Regions from separate parts of the Arachis hypogaea genome. Here region 2 is linked to region 1. A link is a contact called in public Hi-C data. All regions are on one chromosome and are shown on one strand. The core of a region is the stretch at or near the end of the contact, and the rest is flanking DNA. Distances in the headings are between cores, read along the strand shown.

Region 1 (7,058 bases), core at 2,805-5,304:
GGTCATAGCTTACTCATTTGGCATATTGCAACCGATATATGCTATTATTCTAGAACAGAAGAATCCGAAAAGGACTACAGGGAAGCGAGCAAAAGAATATCCGATTATATGTTGTATCTTTTACTCATGCGTCCACTCATGCTGCCTAAATGGATCAACAGGATTACTCACCTTCGGAACACTTTCAGGGAAGCCACAAGTATATTGCATCGCAACCAGCAGCCAGTGAAAGATGCTGCAAGCGCTTCAAAATTGCTTATTCATATGCATAGGCAGTGTCACCAGCCACTCCAACAACTTCGAAGGGAAAAGGCTAGCAAGTCTTTGCTCCATCAAGGGTGCCGCCTTGCTTTACAGATTGAAGATCAGAGTTTTTCATGGGAAGTGATATGTAATGTGTGGATAGAGATGCTTACTTATGCTGCAAGTCAGTGTGAATGGGAGGCACATGCTCAGCGACTCCGAAGAGGAGGAGAATTTCTGACTCATGTTTGTCTTCTCATGGCGGAACTTGGTTTGAGCAAACAATATGACATTGCGCCGAAAAGACCGAGTGTAGAAAGCCAAAATGAAGGATAGGGATGTACAACAAAGACATCAGTACATCACTGAGTTCTTATTCATAAGTAGTGTACTTTTTATGGTGTTATGTTGTTCTGTTTTAAAATTTGAATCTGTTGTAATATTCTGCCACTGAAAAACAATGTTTAGTAATGTTATATGAAATTGTGATAAGAGTTGATGATTTATTGAACTAAAAAGAATGCTGAATAATGTGTTGTTGATATTTTCCTTCTTTTCTTTCTTTCTCTTTTTTTTTTTAAAAAAAAAAAACTTTTTTTTACTTATATAATTTCTTTGTCGTTTATATATCATTTTCTTTTTCTTTTAATATTATTTAGTTATAATATATTATTAAAAATACATATTGTCATTATTCATTAAAATAAATTTAAAAAATTAAATATTATTTTTAATTATCAAAACATTAATAATATACATACTTGTATTTCATCTAATAATTTTATCATTATACTATAGTATTTAAAGACAACCTAAAAAAAATAAAAAAAAATAATAAACAAAAGCAACTATTTAAAAAATAAAAATAATTATACAAAGTCAAGTGAATAAACTTTAATCAAATATTTTTATTACTTATAATCAAATTTATATATAATTTTATTAATTTTATAATTATTAAATTTTGAATTAATTTTTATTGTTTTAAATTTTCATTTATCATCAACCGTTATAAAATTTAAACAATTTGATATACCATTAAACAAAATTTTAAACTTTTTAATTTGTAAAATATAATACATATTATTATTCAATTAAATTACAAAATAATGATTAAATATAATTATTATCTATATTAAAATTATATATATTTTTTATTGAATAATAATATTGAATCATATATAAATGATCAAATGAATGCATTGTATATTATTTTTTATGAATTAGCTTTTAAGTTTAACATTTAACTTCGTATTATCTAATGTATTCTTAAACAATATAGCATTTTAAATCTATACTATATAATACAATTAATTTAACTCTGCACATAACGCAAGCCTTATTCTAATTATCACAAAATTTTGATCGAAAACTCTTTAAATCTTTCGATGTTATAATTTTGCTATAAGCCAATAAAATTTGAAAATTTCTATTAGATCAAATAATTTTAGGATCTAAATAAGTTATGGTCTTATAATTTACACGTTTCAACTTTTTTTTCCTTCAATTTTTTATGTGAAATTTTAATCTAAATACCTTCACTACAAATTAATTTCACTGCATGCATTGTTAGCTTTTATTAGAAATAATTATTCTAGAATGCTTTAGTTTATGTTTATTTCGTTTTTGTATTTTTTTTTTCTATGTGTAGAAATAAGACTTTGTTTCTGTTCTTGCATAGTAATCTGAGTCGAAGTATAATTTTTTTTAGTGTCGAGATATAACTCCTTCTTTCGTTTATATAGAATTTTCTGTCATAATAACACAGACACCGAACTATACTTCAATCGCCAAGAAATATCGAAAGAAGTTGAAATCTGCAAAGAAACTCCAACGCTCAAGTAAAAAATCGTATAAGATAAGGTATAAGTTATTCAAAGTGAATAGCGTACCTTTTACGTGCTTAAAGTTTTGTATTTATAGTGTTGTTATGTTATAGGTGGTTATCCCGTAGACCTACTATTTTAGTAACCACTTCTGCACGTGTTCAGATGGTTACGTTAGAGTCAAGATTCTCTCTAACTGAAATAGGCATGTTTGATTTATTTTATTCAAATTCCAATTTATAGGTAAATTTTAGGCCAAGTTATAGCTAATGGATTAACAGAAAAATTTAGGCCGAACTATACGTTTCATTGGCCGAGATATAGGTAATGGATCAACACTTGTTTTCCAAGTAATAGGTAACAATTATCGAGTAATATGGAATGGACCAAATTATAACGGCCGAGTTATAGATGTAATGATCGAGTTATGTGTTGGTAATTTATGAGTTATGAAAATCCTAACGTTCTTTTGACCTAATCTTCAAATTATAGCTTATAGTTGGCGAGTTATAGTGACCAGATTATAACCCCCAAGCTTTACCTGTTTATTTTTAAGAGAAACGGGTTGAGCCTTTATAAAAATCGAGTTCTAACTCGACAGGATATAGAAGAGATGCAGTTGTGTTATAATTTAGAGACATGAGGATTAGCCCCCCAATATCAACTTGATAATCTTAAAAATAAAATTGGACAAGCTTATCATTGAGAAAGGTGTTGCTTATATTAGTATATTTTTTAACGAACTTATAGTTGATTGTTGGACTGACACCGACTTATAGGTGTCGGTATGCTTTGACTGATTTTGACTTATAATTATCGGTTTGTTTGAAGTGATTCCAACTTATAAATGTCGGTTTGTTTGGATTGACTCCGACTTATAGTCGCCGATTTGTTTGGAGTGATTCCAACCTATAGGTGTCAGCTTATTTGGATTAACTCCGACTTATAGTTGCCTGTTTGTTTGAAATGACTCCGACTTATAGTTGTCGGTTTGTTTGAAATGATTCTGACTTATAGGTGTCAACTTGTTTAGATTGGTATGTTTGAGTGTTCTTTTCATATTGAATAATCGGTTAATTCCTTCTGAAATAAGTTGCGAAAAAAATTTGAAATTTCAACTTTGGATATACATTAGAATAAAATAGGTATGTTGAAGATATCTCAGAATACAATTTTTTATATTAGAGGTATAGATTGGTTAAATAGGCATTCGGTTTGGTGCATTGTTTGATATGTGATAGTAGATAAACCGACTTATAAGTTGGTATGAGTTTTGATTTGTTGTGAAGGAGAACAAAATAATAATGATAAAAATAATAAAGAGATGAAAAAAATGATGTGATATATGAATGTGAAACCTCCATAGTTGAAGGTGCAGGGGTGTGCCTCGTGTAATGACCTTAGCTATTTTGAATGGTCTTCTCTGTTGTTATGATGTTTGTTTTGTTTGTCAACTTCTTGGCTAAAAGTTGGTTTTCTGCTCTTTAAACTTGTCGGATCTCTTCTATCTCTATTTGGCATGTTGCCTTCTCTCAGAACTTGACTAGTGTCTTTGATTTTATCACTGTTATTATCTCTTGAAATTTTCCAGGACAAAGTCTACTCTTTAGCACATGTAGGTGGACATCTAAGTTGAGGTATGGGATCTCTATGGCCACTTTGGCAAATCTCGTCATATAATCCTTAAAACTCTCATGTTGTCCTTGTTGTATGGTACTAAGATAGTCCGAGTTATGCACAGATCTTCGAAGCTGCGAAGTTGTTGACAAAGAGGTTGGCCAGCTCAATAAAGCTTGATATAGAAAACCAAATCAAGGCAGCACCATCTAAGAAAGTCAGAAATGTATGACAAAGTATTGGGTCAGATGCATCGTTCATGAACATTATTGAGTTGAATTTAGTGACGTGGATGTTGGGATCACCGATTCCCTCATAAGGTTTCAGTGTCGTCGGTAGAGTAAAATTTTTGGGTGAAGACTGCTCTCTTGGGTGCTGAAGCTCTTGTTGCTGATGCTGAGATGAAGCAGTTTGGCAATAAATCGGTGAGGAAGTGGCTCGATAATCTCAGGGATGCTGTTTACTGTGCTGAGGACTTGCTGGACACTGTCCTCGCCAAAGCTGCCACACAAAAGGAGGTAGAGAAGATGGAAGGGGTAGTTGGAAGAATAGAGGATCTTGGAAAACATAAAGATTTGCTTGGTCTTGAAAAGATTCCGACTCTTGTGAGAGGGAATGTGTATGGCAGGGAGGATGACCAGAAGGCCATAGTCAAGATGCTGAAGGACAGCAATGAGCATCACCTGTCTGTGATAGCTATTGTTGGCATAGGTGGGGTTGGTAAAACAACTTTAGCCCAATGGCTGTACAACAATCAGGAGGAGTTCATGAAGGGGTTTGATCTTAAAGCATGGGTTTGTGTTTCGGAGAATTTTGATATCATCGAGACTACAAAGAATATCTCAAAGGAGATCCTTGGAGATACTTTTAGGGTTGATGATTTCAAATCACTTCAAAATGCTTTGAAAGAAAAATTGTCGAATAACAAGTTCTTAATTGTTCTGGATGATGTTTGGAGTGATGATGGTGACAAATGGAGTAATTTTATGACCCCTTTCCAACAAAATCGGAATAAGGGAAGTATTGTTCTTCTGACTACTCGGGAGGAAAATGTTGCTTCTGCAGTTCAAAATTGTCACCCTTATTTTCTCAGGAAGTTGTCGGAGAACTATTGTTGGTCAGTGTTTGCAGAAAATGCATCTTTCCCAGAATCAAATGGGAACAAGGAGCTTGAAAGCATAGGTCGAGAGATTGTCAAGAAGTGTGATGGCGTGCCATTAGTTGCAGGAATACTTGGAGGCTTGTTTCGTACAAGGCATGATGTTGATGAATGGAACAAGATATTAAGGAGTGCTATTTGGGAATTTCCGGTGGCGAAGAGTAAGATTATTCCAGCATTACTGATAAGTTACTTCCATCTTCCTGCACATTTAAAGCCTTGTTTCCTTTATTGTTCGTTGTTTCGAAAAGGCTATTTTTTTCATAAAGATGAATTAATCTTGTTGTGGATGGCTGAAGATATTTTACAACCACCGAGAGGATATACTTTAGAAGAAATTGGTTGCAAGTATTTTGATGAACTAATTTCTAGATTATTTTTCAAAAGGGTTCAGGGTCAAGACAATTATTTTGTGATGCACAATATCTTGCATGACTTAGCAATATCCCTTGCTGGAGATTACTATTGCAACTTGAAAGAACTTGGCGAAGAAGCGGACATAGGGATTCTGACTCAACATTTGTCATTTGGAAGATTGAATAGTCCAAACTCAAAAATACTTAATTCGGTTGCTTCGTTGAAATCTTTGAGAACATCCTTGTATGTCGTCGATTTGTTTAGCATGAAAAGCATAGCATCAAAGTTGAATTGCTTGAGAGTTTTATCCTTTTATGAACTTGATGTATTGCCTGATTTAATAGGTTCATTGATTCATCTACACTATTTGAATCTCTCTTGGACCAATATTAAGACATTGCCCGAGTCCTTATGTAACTTGTACAGTCTACAAACATTAAAGTTGCGTGAATGTATTAAGTTGACCATGTTGCCTAGGGGCATGCATAAGCTTGTGAATTTAAGGCATCTTGATGTTAGAAAAACTCCTTTGAAAGAAATGCCGGGAGGAATAAGCAAATTGAAAGAGTTGCAATTCTTAAGTGATTTTGTTGTGGGCAGACAAGAAGAGAATGGAATCCGAGAATTAGGAGGGCTTTCAAATCTTCACGGATCACTTGGGATTCAGAAATTGGAGAATGTGGTTGATGCCAATCAGGCAAGGAGTGCAGGGATAGATAAGAAGCATATTGACGAGTTATTGTTGAAATGGTCTTCAGACGATGATATGGTTTTAATAAATGCACAAACTGAAATACAAATACTTGACAGCTTAAAACCTCATAACGGCTTGAAAGAGTTGAGAATATGGGGATACAAGGGTCCAATATTTCCAGATTGGTTGGGGCACTGTTACTACGAAAACATGACAAGTGTATCTCTGTTAGATTGCAAGAATTGCTTCATGCTGCCTTCACTTGGACACCTGCCTTCTCTAAAGTCCCTCCGCATTCAAGGTTTTGATCAGCTGAGGAGTATTGGCGAGGAGTTTTACAAGAATGAAGGAGCTCATGATTCTTTGCCTATGGCACCGTTTCCCTCACTGGAGACTTTGGAGTTATATAACATGCCATGGTGGGAGGAGTGGCACTTTCCTGGCTCAGAAACTTTTCCTCGACTCCGGAAGCTTCAATTAAGAGATTGTCCAATGTTAAAGGGAAATATGCTTAATGCGGTATTCTGGGGAATCGTTTTGAAAGTTCCAGAAGGACGGAGAGAGATGATACTTAACAGCGATACTTTTTCAATTAAGGCAATGAGCATCAACAATCTAAGTTACCTCCAAGAAATACACATCTCAAGGTGTCGGTCTCCTTTATCCTTTCCGGACAATTGTTTGCCCAAATCTTTGCAAAAGCTGACAATCATGGATTCTAGAATGCTGGAATTTCCGCAGCAACAGCCACAGATCAAGCATGATTTGGTAAAGCTACAAATACAAGACAGCTGCGATTCACTCACCTCGCTATCATTGGATTCCTTTCCCAAACTCAAGAATCTTGAGATATCCTTGTGTCGGAATCTGGAATCAGTTTCAATGTCAGATACACCACACGCTTCTCTTCAACGTCTCACCATCAATGGATGCCACAAATTAGTGTCATTTGCAGGAGAAGGACTGGCTGCACCCAACTTGACTCATCTCAGCGTCACATATTGCGACAAGTTGGAGGCATTTCCGAGTCACAAGAATGCTTTTCCAAGTTTACATTCTCTCTGCATACAAGCTTGCCAGAAAATGTGTAAGGTGCCAGAGGGTGGTTTGCCGCCTAACTTGAAAGAACTTGTTGTGGAAGGTAGCGACGAATTAATGAAAG
Region 2 (7,058 bases), core at 2,474-4,973, 130 kb after region 1:
TGGATTCAGCAGGTAGATTGCAGTAACTTAAATCTAACCTTATCAAAAGGGATGGACCGCAAACAGCAGATGGAACTCGAAAGCAATTAAACTCAGATGTTGGCCCTTTGCAACCAGCAAATGACACTGCTTTGATGTTTCCTAGATAATATAAAAATAAAGGTAGTTCTTCAATGTTGCTTGCATAAAGTTCTTCCAGATTATTCATTTCCTGTAGGCACTCTGGCAAGCTACGGAGTTTCGAGCAATAAGAAACATTAAGAACTTTGAGGGACTTCAACTTATGAATGGTATCCGGAAGGCAAACAAGATACATGCAATTCTGTAAATGCAAAAGAACAAGTCCAACCAGACATCCTAATGATGAAGGTAGCTCTGTTACAGCAGTTCCATCCAAATGAAGCTCTGCTAGATGTCCCATGCAATTCCCAAAGTCTGGGACAGTGTTCATGTTTGAACAACCAGAAAGATTTAAAACCTTTAATGAACTCATCTCCATTTTACCTGGAAGAGCTTTGAGCCTTTTGCAGCCTTTTAAGTTCAATTGAACAAGTTTCTTGAGGTGCATAACAGATGAGTGGATTTCGGTTAGGCTTGTACAACCTTCAAGAACTAACGATTCGAGATTCGGAACCTCCACAAAGTCAGGGGTTTGGTTTAGATTACCGGAAAAACTCAAGTTGATGCACTTCAACTTATGTAAAATCTGATCAAAAGTATACATGTGAAAGCAAAATTTCAATGTAATTGTGATTTGTGAACATCACTAAAACGTAGTTTGAAAAAAGCAATTAACCAACGGATTTTACCTTTGTTCCGTGCCAAAGTTGTTCAATTTTGCTCCAAGACAAATTGATGTCAACAACATCCAGTTGATCAGTAAGTGGCAGAGTTTTCAGAGGGCATCCTTGCCAGTCAAGAACTCTGAGTGCATAAGGAAGGCACTCAAGGCCATGGGAAAGACGACCCACATTACGTATCTTTAACAACCTTATGTTGCTGGTCTTGGAGAAAGCTTCAGAGCTCCATCTTGCTTCATATGGTTTATTGTAGTACAATGTTGGTAGCATTACTTCAGAGAACCATCTTGCTAATGGTCGAACTCGAGCATCGTCTACTATTGCTTGAATTGCTTCAGTTCCCTGAAATTCAGAATTGTAATTACTCAATAGTGCAATATTGTTGATTAAAAGATAAAACAAATGTTTAAAGAAAAGAAATATCGCATGCCATTTTTTGTTGATCTAAAACCAATCATCCAGTAGTGGCAGAAGAATTGGCACAAACCTTATTTTGTGACAACACACGGCTGATGTCATCTTGAGACCACAATCTACTACGTTTTCCTGGATCATTTGGAGATTCTTGAAACACTATATTCTTTCCCATTTCTTGAAGTAAATCATGCATTTCCAATTGATTACGCCTACCAAGAGTGACCAAAGATTTTTCAATCAAAATTTCAATTCCAATTTGTGAAAAATGACCACAATTTTCTAACACTTCTACTACTTCATCCTTGTCCATGCCTTTGAAGAAACAAGCAATATCCAAAAATATTTCTCTCTCTGTGCTAGACAAACTTTCAAAACTTATTTTCAATGAATTTTGGATTTCAGGGTGTGGAGAACTTCTTATTTGCTTTAAAGCACTATGCCAAGCCTCAGGAGTTCTTCCACAAAGATGGGACCCCAATACTTCAAGTGCCAATGGAAGGCCTCTTGTGTATTCAACCACTTCGCTGCACAAATTCTGATATTGGCTTTTGGGTTGATCTTGTTTAAAAGCTTTCAGACAGAATAAATGAAGGGCTTCTTCCTGAACTAAGCCTTCAAGCTCGCATGTCTGATGCACGCCATGTGCCATTAGCAGATGCTTATCTCTAGTAGTGATTATTATTCTGCTACCGGGACCAAACCATTCTTGTTTTCCGGCTAAGTTCTCTAATTGGCTTCTTTCACTTATATCATCAAGAACAAGGAGGACCTTTTTGTTGTGCAAAGAGTTTGCTATTATTTTTACCCCATCAAACAAATTATGAAAGTAATTACTTCTTACAGAAAGATGAGAAAGAAGTTCCTTTTGGATGTGAACTATGCCATGTTTTGCAGAAACCTCTCTAATGTTTGCTAGAAAGCAACTAAAGTTGAACTGCTCTTCGATTGATTCATATATTAATCTGGCAGTTGTTGTTTTTCCTATGCCTCCCATGCCCCATATACCTATAAAGCGAACATCATCCAACTGCATACCGATGAGTGAATTCAACTTTTTCATCCTTGATTCAACACCAACGAGGTTTCCTACTGATGATGGCAACTTAGGAATCAGTAATTTTTGTATGTGATCAACAATTCTTTCAATCAATGCTGCCTCATGACTGCATAGAGGGAGAAAAAATATAGGCTATGATTATAAATTTCGCATGCCCATGGTTAGGTCTGAAGTTTAATTTTCATGTACTCAAGAATTAATGAATGGATCACAACTTGGATTTTTATGTATCATCTATTTTCTATATACGATGATGATTTATCATTTGAACAAAGAGAAAATTCAAAAACTCGAACACTACTGTCTACTGCACATTTAATGTGTGCTCAAACCATTTACAAAACCATTCATTGTTGATTTTTATATAACTTCTAAACATTATAATGAAAATAGATGGTTATGCATGTCTCTAGAGTATGAGTTAAATCTACTCCTGAAAACTTGAAATACTTGACTATGGGCCAAGAAAATAAACTAATATATATATAGAAGGGATTGGTCACTTTAACTATGTTTGGTGTCCAATTCTCTCATTTTGGTACCAAAAAGTTAAAAAAACTTCAGATCACTAGGGAAAAAAATAATCAAAATGAATGACAAGAGAACTCACTTATCTTTGGAGTCCCAACCGGAATAACTTGCAACTTTTTGCAATGCATCTCTCCATCTTTGGACTTTCCCCTTCTCTTCTTTGAACCTCTCTTCATGTTTTCTGAAAGCTTCTTCAAAGGTTCCTCTCTGATACCTTACATCAGAGGATTCTACACCATAGAAGATAGGAAAAACCACTTGGTTGAACTTTTCCCTGCACTCAACGATGTTTTGCAGCTCATCCAAGCACCATCTTGAGGAAGCATAGTTTGGTGAGAGGACAACAAGCGCAAACATGGACTCTTGAATTCCCTTGATGAGCCCTTTAGATATGATTTCCCCACTCTCAAGGTCATGATCATCCTTGAAAGTTTTGATACAACCCCTTCTTTCCAGTGCAGCATAAAGGTGATCTGTGAAGCCTTTTCTGCTGTCTGCACCCCTGAAACTGATGAATACATGGTTGATCCATCTACGGGTCTTGACGGAGGGAGAGGAAGAGGAAGAAGAAGAAGGTACATCAGTGATCATTGCTGATTCAAGAGTTGACTTTGATTTTGATGCTATTGTTAAGAGTGTGAATATGGTCTTTTTAAGAGCCTTGGTAGGAAAGTGTGTGGAAATTGGAAGCACTGGATTGGGGAAACTTCAGATACAGTTGCAGAAGTTCTAATTGGAAGAAGGCTGAAGAAAACGCCAATGGCAAGGGACAATTTCTCAGAAAGTGTTTGTTGGTAGGCTCCAATCTTCCATGAAACAAATTGTTTGAAATAAAGTGATGTCAACTTTTCAATAAAGTAAAAGTGTTTGAAATAACATAATGTCGCTGTGATATTTGTCATTTGGACAAAGATTTAACATTTTAAAGAAAGAACAAATGAGACGATATATACATGTAAATGCAATATTTAAAAACGAAAATTATTTCAATATTTTTTTGAAAATTGAAAGGTAAATAATCCCTTCTTGTATGTTATCACTTATCAGTTATCACATAATAATTTTAATTACACACGTATTTAACATATAAAATATTTTTTCATATGTTTTATTTGAATATAGAGCATTACCTCTGAATTAAATTCTAAATAATTAACTTATCGCATCATTTTCTTTCTCATAGAACTATAAAACTTGAGAAACACTGGTGTAATCCTAAAGTATATTTCATATGTGTTCCAAAAGCTTATTTTTATGTGTTGGGATTGGTTAAATATGACTATTTCAAGTGTTAAAAACTTAAAATATATAAAACATACCTATTGCATAATAAAACATGAGAGAACATAATTTATCTTCTAATTTCAAGAGAGTATTAGAGGTATTCCTTTAAAAATACATTAATAAATATTCCTATTGGAGGTACTGACTTAATAAACCCCCCCCCCCCCCCCCTTAAGTAAATAATTACTAGTACCTCTTTGTTAGATTTCAATCTATTCTAATTCTAATTCTAATTGAAACAATTTACTGAATTAGCAATAATTTTCATGAGATGAATCACTACAATCAATGAAATATTACTTCAGCTGTTTTCTTTGGTTACCAAAATATACCCAATATTCAATTCAACATCCAAAGGAATGGAATTGTTATATTATAATGTTGCATACTGTTTAATAAAATCTCCTTGTAAACTATCTGCTAATTTCAAAGGGAAAAGAAAATTAGGGTCTTTTCATCAGTTGCTTTGAAGCAAAGCACTCTCAAAATCTTGAAGACACAACATTTGAGCAGAAAATAATACTTAGCCAGAGCCTTCAATCTGCCATATAAAAAAAACAGATAAGAGTTTAATCAGTACACAATACTTTCATGCAAACCAAAGCTATCACTTCCAACACACAGTTTTATTTCAACTGAATCTTTCGCAATCAAATCTGTCTCAACTTTTTAGCAGAATGTAAAATGCAGGAAATGTGTATGTTGAGATTGATTATCTTGTATATTTGTCTCCAATTCCAAACACATTTTGTGCCTCTATCTTTATAGTTTTGTTCATGTTCTTGCTACCAAACACAGCCGAGGGTAATTATTCTAGTTTCAACATGCTTATAGACTATAGTGTTTGCATAATTGATTTGAGATTTGCATAGCCTGAACTTCAAGAACTCTCTAGATTTGCGTAGTTAAGAGAAAGTAGGATTTATAAGAACATAGTCAAAGCACAAGTGGGTAGGTTTGATGCAGAATATGCTCGAGAAAAAATGATATCAATGTTTGTTCGCGAGGAACTTCTTTTTCGATTTGTAGAAAGTCAATATTTTAAAGAATATTCAGCGGCTTTGTAACCAGGATTCAACACTCTTTCACGTATTACGTTGGCACGTGACATTTTGATGCTCTAGGAAACAAAGAAGGTTCAACTTTAAAAATACTTTTTCAAATACGGGGAAAAAGTTTGTCTTACAATTGATAACTAGAGTTCGTGTCAGAATATGACGTATATGTGTTTGACTATTCATTTCATTGATATGGACTGGAAGTTGCAAAAGAAAATACTAAATTTTTCTAAGTCACCGGCTACACGGGAGAAATTATGGCTCAAAATGTTAAAACTTGCTTGAATAACTGGAAGTTAAACAAGATCTTGAGTTTGACCATTGATAATGCATCGTCTAACGATATAGGAGTTATGCATTTACAAAGAAGGCTGATTTTTTGAAAGAGTTCAATTTTAAATGGAGAGTATCTTCATATGCGGTGTTGTGCGCATATTTTAAACCTGATTGTGAAGAATGGATTGAAGGAGATTGATGATTTAGTTGCCAAAATTCGAGATGCTGTGAAGTATGTTAGATCTTCAAATTCAAGATTAACTAGGTTCAAGGTATGTATTGCACAAAAAAATATTTCACATAAGAGTCTTGTTTGCCTACATGTTGAAACGCGATGGAACTCTACATACTTAATGTTAGTAGTAGCCTTAAAGCATTAGAAGGCATTTGAGCTATTAGAGATGCAAGACAAAAAAATATTGAAGAATTAAACAAGGAAAGAGGAGTACTTTCAATTCAAGATTGGAATTATGCTAAGTTCGTCTTACCATTTTTAGAAATATTTTACGATGCTACACTTTGCATCTCTGAATCCTCTTATGTCACTAGTAACTTATACATGAAGGAAGTGTTTGCTCTTGAAACGAGAATTCAACAATATCGTGATGATGATGATTTGAGCATAAGTCTTATGGCAAGTAAGATGAAAGCAAAATACAAGTATCGGAGAAATGCAAAAATTATTAACATGTTGTTGATTGCCGTAGTTCTAGATCCTTGCCATAAGTTGGATTATGTTGAGTGGTGCCTAGTTAATTCTTTTGGTGCAGACGTGGGCGGTGAATTGAAGACAAAGTTGTCTTCTTGTCTTCATTCACTTTATAATTTATATCAAGGTGCAAATGAAGAAAATTAAGATGATACCCTCTTCCAACCGAGTGCAAGTGATAAAGTCAAAGACATTTATGATATGGGAATATATCACCGATCAACTGGCCACAAATCCAATCTTAAATCTGAGCTTGATTGTTATTTGAATGAAGACTGTGAGCCATATGATAAGTCTTTGGATATTCTAGGATAGTGGAAGGCTAACTCGAATCGGTTTTCCGCCCTAGCAAATATGGCACGGGATATATTGGCTATACTAGTTTCAACAGTAGCTTCTGAGTCTGCTTTTAGTATGGGGGAAAGAATTATCGATCAATATCGTAGCTCATTGACTCATAAAATGATAGAAGTCCTTGTATGTACCGAAGATTGGCTTAAAGGAGACTTTTTCTCTTCTTTTGCATCTGATAATTTTGAAGAATTTGAAAAAGTCGAGCAAAGTAAATTGAATGAAATTAATTATGTAGATTCAAATGATGAATAAAATTAATTAAATTATTCCGTTAGTCTTTATAATTTTTTAAAATTTATAATTATAGCTTTTTTTTTTTTGCAGATTTGATTTTATTAGAGGACAACACTTGTTTAGTGGGTCCAAATTCAATTGTGCTTGAGGATGACTAGAAAGTCTTGATTGTTTATATTTTCTTTAGTTATGTTCTAAACACTTAGGTGGTAAAGATATTAAACTTATTATTTTATATATGATTAGACTTACTTATGTTTATGTTGGTTTGTTTGAGGCACAACTTAGTAGCATTCATACCAACTTCTTGGTATGGACAAATTTAGGATTCATGCCAA

The links. Hi-C and Micro-C count contacts between places; a contact is called where the count stands out from the background.
Region 2: a contact with region 1 is called in a Hi-C map of leaf, with 5 times the contacts expected there. The contact joins the promoter of LOC112726414 here to the promoter of LOC112729514 in region 1. A contact is called at or near these places in 2 of 8 Hi-C or Micro-C datasets (both in leaf).

The regions. Positions count from the first base shown.
Region 1 is chr12:3,420,203-3,427,260 of arahy.Tifrunner.gnm2.J5K5, forward strand. It overlaps LOC112729514 (putative disease resistance RPP13-like protein 1), which reads left to right and starts at 4,055. Exons shown (of 1, transcript XM_025779688.2): 1 at 4,055-7,058. The coding sequence starts at 4,088.
Region 2 is chr12:3,551,190-3,558,247 of arahy.Tifrunner.gnm2.J5K5, forward strand. It overlaps LOC112726414 (disease resistance protein Roq1), which reads right to left and starts at 3,724. Exons shown (of 5, transcript XM_025775792.3): 1 at 2,885-3,724; 2 at 1,288-2,380; 3 at 810-1,142; 4 at 1-706. The coding sequence starts at 3,396.